Linked DNA regions of Hordeum vulgare: regions 1 and 2 are each linked to region 3. Evidence: chromatin contacts called from public Hi-C data. All regions are on one chromosome and are shown on one strand. Each heading gives the region's core, a stretch centred on a gene start, on an enhancer-like site or on the middle of the called end of the contact. The rest is flanking DNA. Distances are from core to core; before and after follow the strand shown.

Region 1 (2,700 bases), core at 82-2,581, 290 kb after region 3:
CTGATATCATAAGTAAATGAGCACACAGTACATAAACATACTGTGTTGAGGACCTCCATCCTCCATCCCGCGAGCGCCTTCGCGGCCGCGTGCGGCTCTGCCCTCTTCGTCTCCACGCGCACGTGTAGCCTCCCCAAGCTGGCTCCGTCGCTCCGTCCGCCCCCGCGCTCCACTCCGCCCGCGGCCAGTGCTCGCGACGTTGTGCTGCCGCCCCCGAGCCCTGGTGAGGCGGCCTTCATCCTCCATCCCTGAGCGCCTCTGCGGCCACGCGCGGCTCCGCCCGCTGCGTCTTCACGCGCCCACGTTGCCTTCCCGCGTCGGATCCGTCGCCCCGGCCGCCCCCGCGCGCCACTCCACCCGCCCCCGTGCGCCACTCCGTCCGCGGTCGGTGCTAGCGCGCCCCGTGCCGTCCCGGTCGTCCGCGTCGCCACGCGTCGGCCCGGCCGTTCGCATCGCCACGACTGGCCCTCTCCGCCTCCGCGCGCTCGCGTACCCACACTCTGCTCGCCCCCTCGGCCTCTTCTCACCGACGACAAGGCTCCTCCGAGGCTCCTCGAGCTCCCCCGCCTCCAAGCTCCATTGTCTTCTCGCCCGTCAGTGAAGGACAGGAATGGATAAGCCATGGTGCCCGATGGTGACTGCGAGGGGGTTTACGTAAAAACGAAACGTTTTTTAACTTACAAAAGGACCACGGGTTGAATACTCGGAAATAGAAAGTCTTTTTTGTAAAACTGCCACGACTTACGACAGAAGCCATCGCTGCTTTATTATTAGGGAGAGATTAGGTGCTAGCCTTTGATTTCAACAACAAATACCAAGCACATCCAAACAACAAAATTTGAATTGAAGGCCATTTCGTTTCCATCTTAGATTTGGTATTCCAGTCCAATTCAATTCTGAGCCAGTTTGTCTACATCCAAACAGGGGGTAAGCATTTTCGCTCACGAATTTTGCAAGAGCAAAACCGGGGGAATTCCAACGTTTTCGCACTGCAATGCCAAAATAAAATAGGAAGATCCTTTGGACTAGAAAAGGAAGACTTCAAGTCTTCAACCAACTTGATATTTGTTTTTTCAAGAGAAAAGAAAAGCTTTCCTATTTTCACACTGGAACGTGAAAGAAAAATAGAAGAACCTTTGAACTAGTAGAATAGGAAAGACTTCAAGCCTTCGGCCAACCTTTAATTTGATTTTTTTTATAAAGGAAAAAAACCGGTTCCCTGTTTTTCTCGTGTGTGAACGAAAAATAAAGTTCCCAACCACCCATACGTACTCTACAGAGAAAAAATAATCTCTCACGTGTCCTGGCCTTATCGGGTCCACAACAGCTTACTCCTCCCCAGGCCCGCCAAGCCACCGCGCCGCAGCACGACTCCTCCCCCCCTCTCCCTCCTCATCTCCTCGGGCTGAACGCCTCTCGCCGCCGGCGATCGGAGCAGCGTCAGCGCCTCCTTCCGGCGCCAGCGGGGGCCTTCCGCGGACATGGGGACGCGCCACCTCATCACCGGCCAGAACAACTGCGCCCCGGACGGGGGCTCCTCCTCCAACCCATTCGGCACCCTCGCCAACACCCTTCTCGGCCAGTCCAGCAAAGCGGAGGTAAACCCTAAGCCCGTCGCCCCGTCGGTCAAGACTATCGACCTTAAGGACTTATTACTCCCTGCATCTGCGCTGGCCTGGATCAATTGGCGCCCTTTAGGTTTCTTGTGCTCATATGCTGCTTCTGTTGCCCGAAGCCAGTGCTGTATCCCGTGCGGTCTAGATGCGCTGAAAAATACGTCTGATTCGTGGGCTGTGCTGTCGCATGTCTCTGATTGCTTGGTGTATTGGTTTAGAGTTTAGACTGTGACCCGACGTGCCAGAGCTATCACTGGTTCAATGTTCCGTATCTGTTCCCTTTTACCTTACTCTGAAACCATGCTCCTAATGTGCTGGGCGAGATACTTGAGTCAGTGCTTTGTAAATTATAAGCTACCAAGTTCACTATAATATCGTCAGGCTTCTCTATTCCTATGCTGTTATCTTGTTAAAAAATATAGTAAAGGGTTAAAAGAGTTCATGGTGCTAGGATTCTAACCTTTAGCACACTCATTTCACCAGTTTAAGTCAAAGTACTCTGTGAATTAGCTTATCTGAGAATCTCTGATTGACCTTATTCTGAACATACCAGTACGAGGTATATGTGAAGACATATTTTTTTTTGTCTCCTACCAGTTTCCATGTTCCTATATAAGAATTTGTGTGGATTAAATTGGAAATATGGGATGTTTAACATCGAAATGCATTGAAAAATTGTACCTGAAGTCCAAGAAAATATTGGTTATAACATTTTCTTTTGTGCAGTCACTAAAGGGACTTCCTGGAGCCTCCGTTAATGTTCCAACTACGTCTGATTATAGCACAGCTCCATTGTCTACTCTCCCTGGCTCTGAGAATGAGTTCAAGCAAGATCAACGACCATTTGCACGGGTAATGGCGATTCTCCAAAACTGTCCTTTTGTGTCCCATTCGGCCACTCCTAACTGTTGTCGAACACTTGCAGGGTGCCGACTTCATTCGTGGGGGTCCTGCTAATGACTGGGTTGAATCTTTTCGTCCTCCGGGGCATTCTGCATTTGGGGGGCCAGAAGCAAACTTTGCAGAGTTTGAGCAAATTTATAACAATGCAGGCCCTACCTTGGGACCGGCCTTGGATGGTAGA
Region 2 (2,833 bases), core at 124-2,623, 300 kb before region 3:
GACCAATGTACCAGAGCTTGAGACTAGCTCTGCATCATGTCAATATAAGTAATGCATGTTGCTGCGGGCCATGACACAGGCCGTGCACCATTTTGACATAAAAAAAACATGTAGAAAAAAATACTTTACATCTGGTGTTAACTTGATTCGGTTTCAAAGGTAATGCTGGTCCATACATGTGGACTTAAGAGTTTGCAACAGTTGTATAGGTTCGATTGAGGACAGATGTAATATGCAATCTGCACAAAAGACTGAAACAAAATTATCTATGTTTATCCTACAGCCAAACTGAACCTCATCAAAAGCATATGGGGGTCTTGGTTTATGGATGGTTACCTATCATCCTTTCTACCACCCATTATAACACTACAACAAGAGAACTCCCATACTTCCATAGGCACTACGCAACTCATTTCCTCAATTTTGCAGGTACATGGATGGAATGCAATGACGCACAGTAAAACACTGACAAACAAATAAAAAACAAAATCACACTATGCACAGCAATACAAGAAATCATGTCCTCTACCCCGCAATGTTCTCTACTCCTCTTTCCACACGGCGATAAAAAAACCAACCACGTTCAAGAGTAGTACATCACACCAAATCACAATTGCACATTTTTTGGTAACAAGAGCAAGAACCAAACACATTGTCAGTCTCGAGGATTAGGAACTTGAAAACGGGATTGTAAGTACTCACAGCCTTGTGCATTAGGATGTCAGTATCCTGCACATCGCTTCCAGTTGAGTACCAGCCCAGCACATAGAATTCAGGGAACACCTTCTTATCTGCAAAAGCCACAATTGCAGCAAGAACCAATCAGACCACGCACAAACCCCAAATTATATTCCTGTATACTGGCGTCACCAAACCCTAGAAACACACGAGATTCGCGGTCGGCTTACAGAGCTCAAGCTTCTTCTCCAGGAAGGCGCGCTCGAGCGTGCCGGTGACGGGGTCGAGGACGAGCTCGAAGCTGTTGAAGATCTCGACCGTCCGCCCGCGCTGCACCCCGATCACGCACCCGAAGACCCTCGGCGGCTCCGCGGGCGCCGAGGAGCCTTCGGCGGAGCAGGAGGCCTGGGCCTTTCCCGGCGACGGGGTCTCGGCGGGGAAGGAGGCCTGGGCCTTGACGCGGGTGTAGTGGTCGGAGACGTTCACGATGACGAGGGGGTGGAGCTTGAAGGTGAGGCCGCTGCTGGAGGTGGCCGCGGTGGAGGGGGGCTGGGCGGACGCCGCTGGATCAGAGGGCGTCGACATCGTCGGAGGGGGAGGGGGAGGGGGAGGGCGACCGGTGCCCTAGCTAGCGCCGGCCAGATGGGAGACAGCGACGGCGAGGGTCCGTGGTGGGGTTTTGCGCTGTTGTCCTTTGGCGTGCCTGCTTAGGTTTCGGGCTTGTATACAGTGGTCACCTGTTGGACCCCGATGGATAACCTAGGCTCGCTGGGCCGGAAGAAAGGTGTGGTTAAGTAAATCGGGCCAGACAATTAAACGGACCCAATCTACTGCGGCAAATCCTATTTGACGCTGCAGGCTTCGATTAAAGTGCATTTTTCTTAACCGGCGCCTGCAGCGTTCAGTCATGGACCCATCAGGAGGGGGAGGAGGGTTCTGGTTTTGTGAAGATTCCAGAAGCTTTTTAGATTGGGTTTTTCATTTAGATTTTTTCAGGACTGGTTTTTCTTCGGGTTTTTTTTCTTTTTTATTTTATTTACTATTTTTTTCATTTTTTATTTTCATACTAATTTTTATATAATTTTTCTTTTTAAAAAAAAAATGCACCCACTTTTTGTTTAACTTTTTTCAAACGAACAAATATTTTTCCAAATCAATGAAGCCTTTTTCAATAAATTTATGAACTTTTTAATTTACACAACATATTCAAAATTGTAAAAAACCAGAACCGGTCTTTTTCCTGAACCAATAACACATCACATCCGTAAAAAACAAGCCTAGCAAAAATGAACGGTAGTGGATTTACTTAGTGGGCCACGGGCCGTTGCTGGGCGCTGTAGGCGCCAGTTGCCCGAACCGGCGCTTAAAGCGCCGATTAAGAGCTCCCATCTGTTGCGCTCCTCGCAACCGAAATTAAGGTGTACACCTTTGTTGCGAGGTTCGAATATCAAGGTTCACAATCTAGCGAAGCATGCTTTAAAGTTGGGGGTTGGTCGCCATGTTTGATTAGGTCACCCCGGAAATCTTTCTTTCGTCCTTGTAAACCTTGTGACGGTTGAATAAAAGCTTTGCAAGATTGTCTAAAAAAAACCTTTGTTGCGAGGTTTGCCCGGCTAAGTAGAGACGGTGACCTTTCCTATCGTTAGGGTTTAGCTATTCTCTCGGCGCCGTCGGCATCGTTGAGCCTGTCCTTCCCTCTCTGACTCCAGCCGGTACTACCCCTCGCGAGGGGCTGGGTCCGCTGCGGCGTGGGAGACCCCTACAAAAGGCCCTTGGTAGTGTTTCGAGATCGTTGTGAACCAGGTGATGGGTTACTCAAGATCGTTTTCATGGCTAGCCAAGGAAGTTCTTCGGCTTCAAGGGGCAAAGGAAAAGAATGCCTAGCTAATCTTTTGGAGGAGTTGGCTTAGAAGGAGGAGGACCTCGATGATGTCGTGTTCGAGGACGATGACGCGCCTGGACAGGAGGACCTCTGATAGATGATCTTAGTGCGCGTTCATTTGGACAAGGGGTTTAGCTCCTACTGGTTTTTCCGTAACATTAAATCAACTTGGGACCTAGCGAGGCCAGTCAAGATCAAAACCTTGGAGGAGAACCTGTTTCAGATGGAGTTTAACTGCTTGGGAGATTGGGAGCGTGTTACCCAAGGCGACCC
Region 3 (2,700 bases), core at 77-2,576:
GTGAAAAATTAATGCATGAGGTGGTATGTTCTGTATGAAGAGATTAATGAAAAAAGTAACTTATGACTTCATGCATGATTTGATGATGTGACATTGTTGCATTGAGAAGAAAATTAAATAAGGGAAGTGAGGGCGCCGGCGCGCCGGCGCGAGCGCTCGTGCTAGTCACACATCAACCGTCGGATCGGGGGGCCTTGAACCGTCAAGTCTCGTCTTCGTCCTCAACCTCGAGCCACGAACGCGAGCGCCTCGCCGACCATCCTCGTCCAGCGCGCAGCGGTGCTCCCCCCGCCCCTCCCCTTTCCCCCCTGCCACCTGACGGTCGAGGGGTCCTTCTCCGGTCGTCGTCCTTGCAGAGCCAACAAACGTGAACGCCTTGTCGGTCCTTCGCTGCAGTTTTTTCAACAACGGTTGTAGCATTTTATGTCAACGGTTGCAGCATTCCGCCATAGCAATGACCGCTTGCAGCTTTTATATGTCTGGTTGCAGCTTTTTTCATCAACGTTTGTAGCATTTTATGTCAACGGTTGCAGCATTCCGCCATTGCAATGACCGCTTGCAGCTTTCTATATGTATGGTTGCAGCTTTTTTAATCAACGCTTGTAGCACTTTATGTTAATGGTTGCAGCATTCCGTCATGGCGAATGACCGCTTGCAGCTTATCATATGCCTGGTTGACGCTTTTTCATTTTGGGTTTTGAAGCTTTTTTAAATAGCCGTTGCAGCAATTTTGGGTGACGTTTGTAACACTTGTATACGTGCGCCTGGCCATGGCGGCAGGCGACGAGGACGACGGGCGAAGGCTGGATCCGATGATGCGGACGGTCAACGGTGGCGGAAACTGACGATCCGGGCGGGTCGACGGGGGCAGGGACCGGCACGGCGACGGCAGTAGCGCAGGGGCGCACAGATTGTGGGTCCCTTCGACCATGTGTCGCACCACACGCGAGCCGTAAGGATGGGGAGGAGATCGTGAGATAAAAGAGGAGATCGACGACGCGCGTGCGTCCGACCGAACGTTCAGCCGGCGCCCGGGCGGAAAACGTTTCCCATTAAATAATGGGTTGTAGCTGTTAAAAATAGAGGATGTCGCGTTCACAACCACAACAATACACCTAACTAATCCTGCAATGAAAGATCACTCACATCACATCCCTTGCATTTCCATACGGTGAATCAAACAGGCGTGCCGAGGCGCTGAGCACTACATTCCGTTCACAAAACCACAGTGCGGAATTCTCTCTCGAACAAAAAGAAGAACAACAGTGGTGTATCTAGGCACGAGCGCTGGACTGACCGGGACATGTCAGCCCGCGGCAGCTCAGTTTCCGTCGCGTTCCGGACGGAGGGAGTAGGTCCAAACGGTGTCCAGCTCGACGCCGTCCCGAGCGACCAAGAGGAGAGAAAAGGAGGAAGAAGATGGCCACCTATTTCACGCTCAACACCGGGGGACGCATCCCCTCGGTAGGCCTCGGCACCTACAAGTCCGGCTCCGGCGTCGTCGCCGGCGCGGTCACCGCTGCCATCAAGGTAAAAAATAATGCTGTCCCGCTTGTTTTGCTCAGAGAGGAATGCTTTGTGGGTGCTGCTTCAGCCCGGACCTTGATTCTGTTTGCTTGCTTGCCAATTGCCATGGCAGGCCGGGTACCGGCACATCGACTGCGCGCCGCTGTACAAGAACGAGAAGGAGGTAGTCCTAATCTATCCTGTAATCTGTGTCTCCAATACCAGTGTTGCCCACTTGCCCTTAATGTGGTGGTCCTAGATTGGCGTTGCATTGAACAAGGTCCTCGATGAAGGCGTCGTCAAACGAGAAGACCTCTTCATCACTTCGAAGATATGGTATTCCCTTTGATATCTTTGTTAACGAATTTCTTTTCGATCTGCTCATGCCCATCAGTCTCGTAACATCCGGAGCATCAAGCTACGCAGGTGCAGCGATCTCGCGCCCGAAGACGTTCCGTCGGCAATCGACACCACTCTGAATGATCTGCAGCTGGATTATCTTGACCTGCACCTGGTAACTTAGGTTGAGCCTGTGCGTACAGATGAAGTAAGCCTGCCCTTTCTTTGACACTGACTTTGGGATCTTGGTAGATTCACTGGCCCTTTCAGATAAAGAAAGGCAGTGAGCTGAGCCCTGAGAATTTTGTCGAGCTCGATATGCCCCAGACCTGGCGGGCAATGGAGAAGCTGTACGATTCAGGCAAGGCTCGCGCAATAGGCGTAAGCAATTTTTCGACCAAGAAGCTGGCCGATCTGCTCGCTGTGGCCCGTGTTCCTCCGGCCGTTGATCAGGTGGAGTGCCACCCTGGTTGGCAGCAGGCCAAGCTCAGAGCCTTCTGCCGCACCAATGGAGTTCATTTCTCTGTGAGTTAAACTGGTACTAGTACATATTAAAGCTTTGGCATGTAAGAGTTCTTGGCATTTTACTCACGTTCTTCCTTCTGCAGGCGTATGCGCCGCTAGGTAGGATGAAAGTCGTCGCGGATAACCCGGTGGTGACATCGATAGCCGAGAGCTTGGGGAGAACGCCGGCACAGGTCGCTCTACGATGGGGCATCCAGCAGGGTCAGAGCGTGCTTCCTAAAAGTGCGAATGAGTCGAGGTTGAAGGAGAACATTGACCTGTTTGGCTGGTCTATTCCTCAAGAACTGTGTGCCAAGTTTTCTGAAATTGAACAGGTGCAGAGCCCTTTTT

What was found. A called contact is a pair of places that touch in the nucleus more often than the background predicts.
Region 1: a contact with region 3 is called in a Hi-C map of seedling, with 3 times the contacts expected there. The contact joins the promoter of LOC123407086 here to the promoter of LOC123413023 in region 3. A contact is called at or near these places in 3 of 6 Hi-C or Micro-C datasets (leaf and seedling).
Region 2: a contact with region 3 is called in a Hi-C map of leaf, with 6 times the contacts expected there. The contact joins the promoter of LOC123409568 here to the promoter of LOC123413023 in region 3. A contact is called at or near these places in 4 of 6 Hi-C or Micro-C datasets (leaf and seedling).

The regions. Positions count from the first base shown.
Region 1 is chr7H:164,165,317-164,168,016 of MorexV3_pseudomolecules_assembly, forward strand. LOC123407086 (peroxisome biogenesis protein 5) reads left to right here and starts at 1,332. Exons shown (of 14, transcript XM_045100127.1): 1 at 1,332-1,598; 2 at 2,343-2,468; 3 at 2,542-2,695. The coding sequence starts at 1,482.
Region 2 is chr7H:163,572,181-163,575,013 of MorexV3_pseudomolecules_assembly, forward strand. LOC123409568 (COP9 signalosome complex subunit 6) reads right to left here and starts at 1,374. Exons shown (of 9, transcript XM_045102432.1): 1 at 909-1,374; 2 at 703-791. The coding sequence starts at 1,263.
Region 3 is chr7H:163,873,110-163,875,809 of MorexV3_pseudomolecules_assembly, forward strand. LOC123413023 (NADPH-dependent aldo-keto reductase, chloroplastic-like) reads left to right here and starts at 1,327. Exons shown (of 6, transcript XM_045105970.1): 1 at 1,327-1,530; 2 at 1,640-1,690; 3 at 1,766-1,842; 4 at 1,933-2,020; 5 at 2,098-2,370; 6 at 2,454-2,700. The coding sequence starts at 1,420.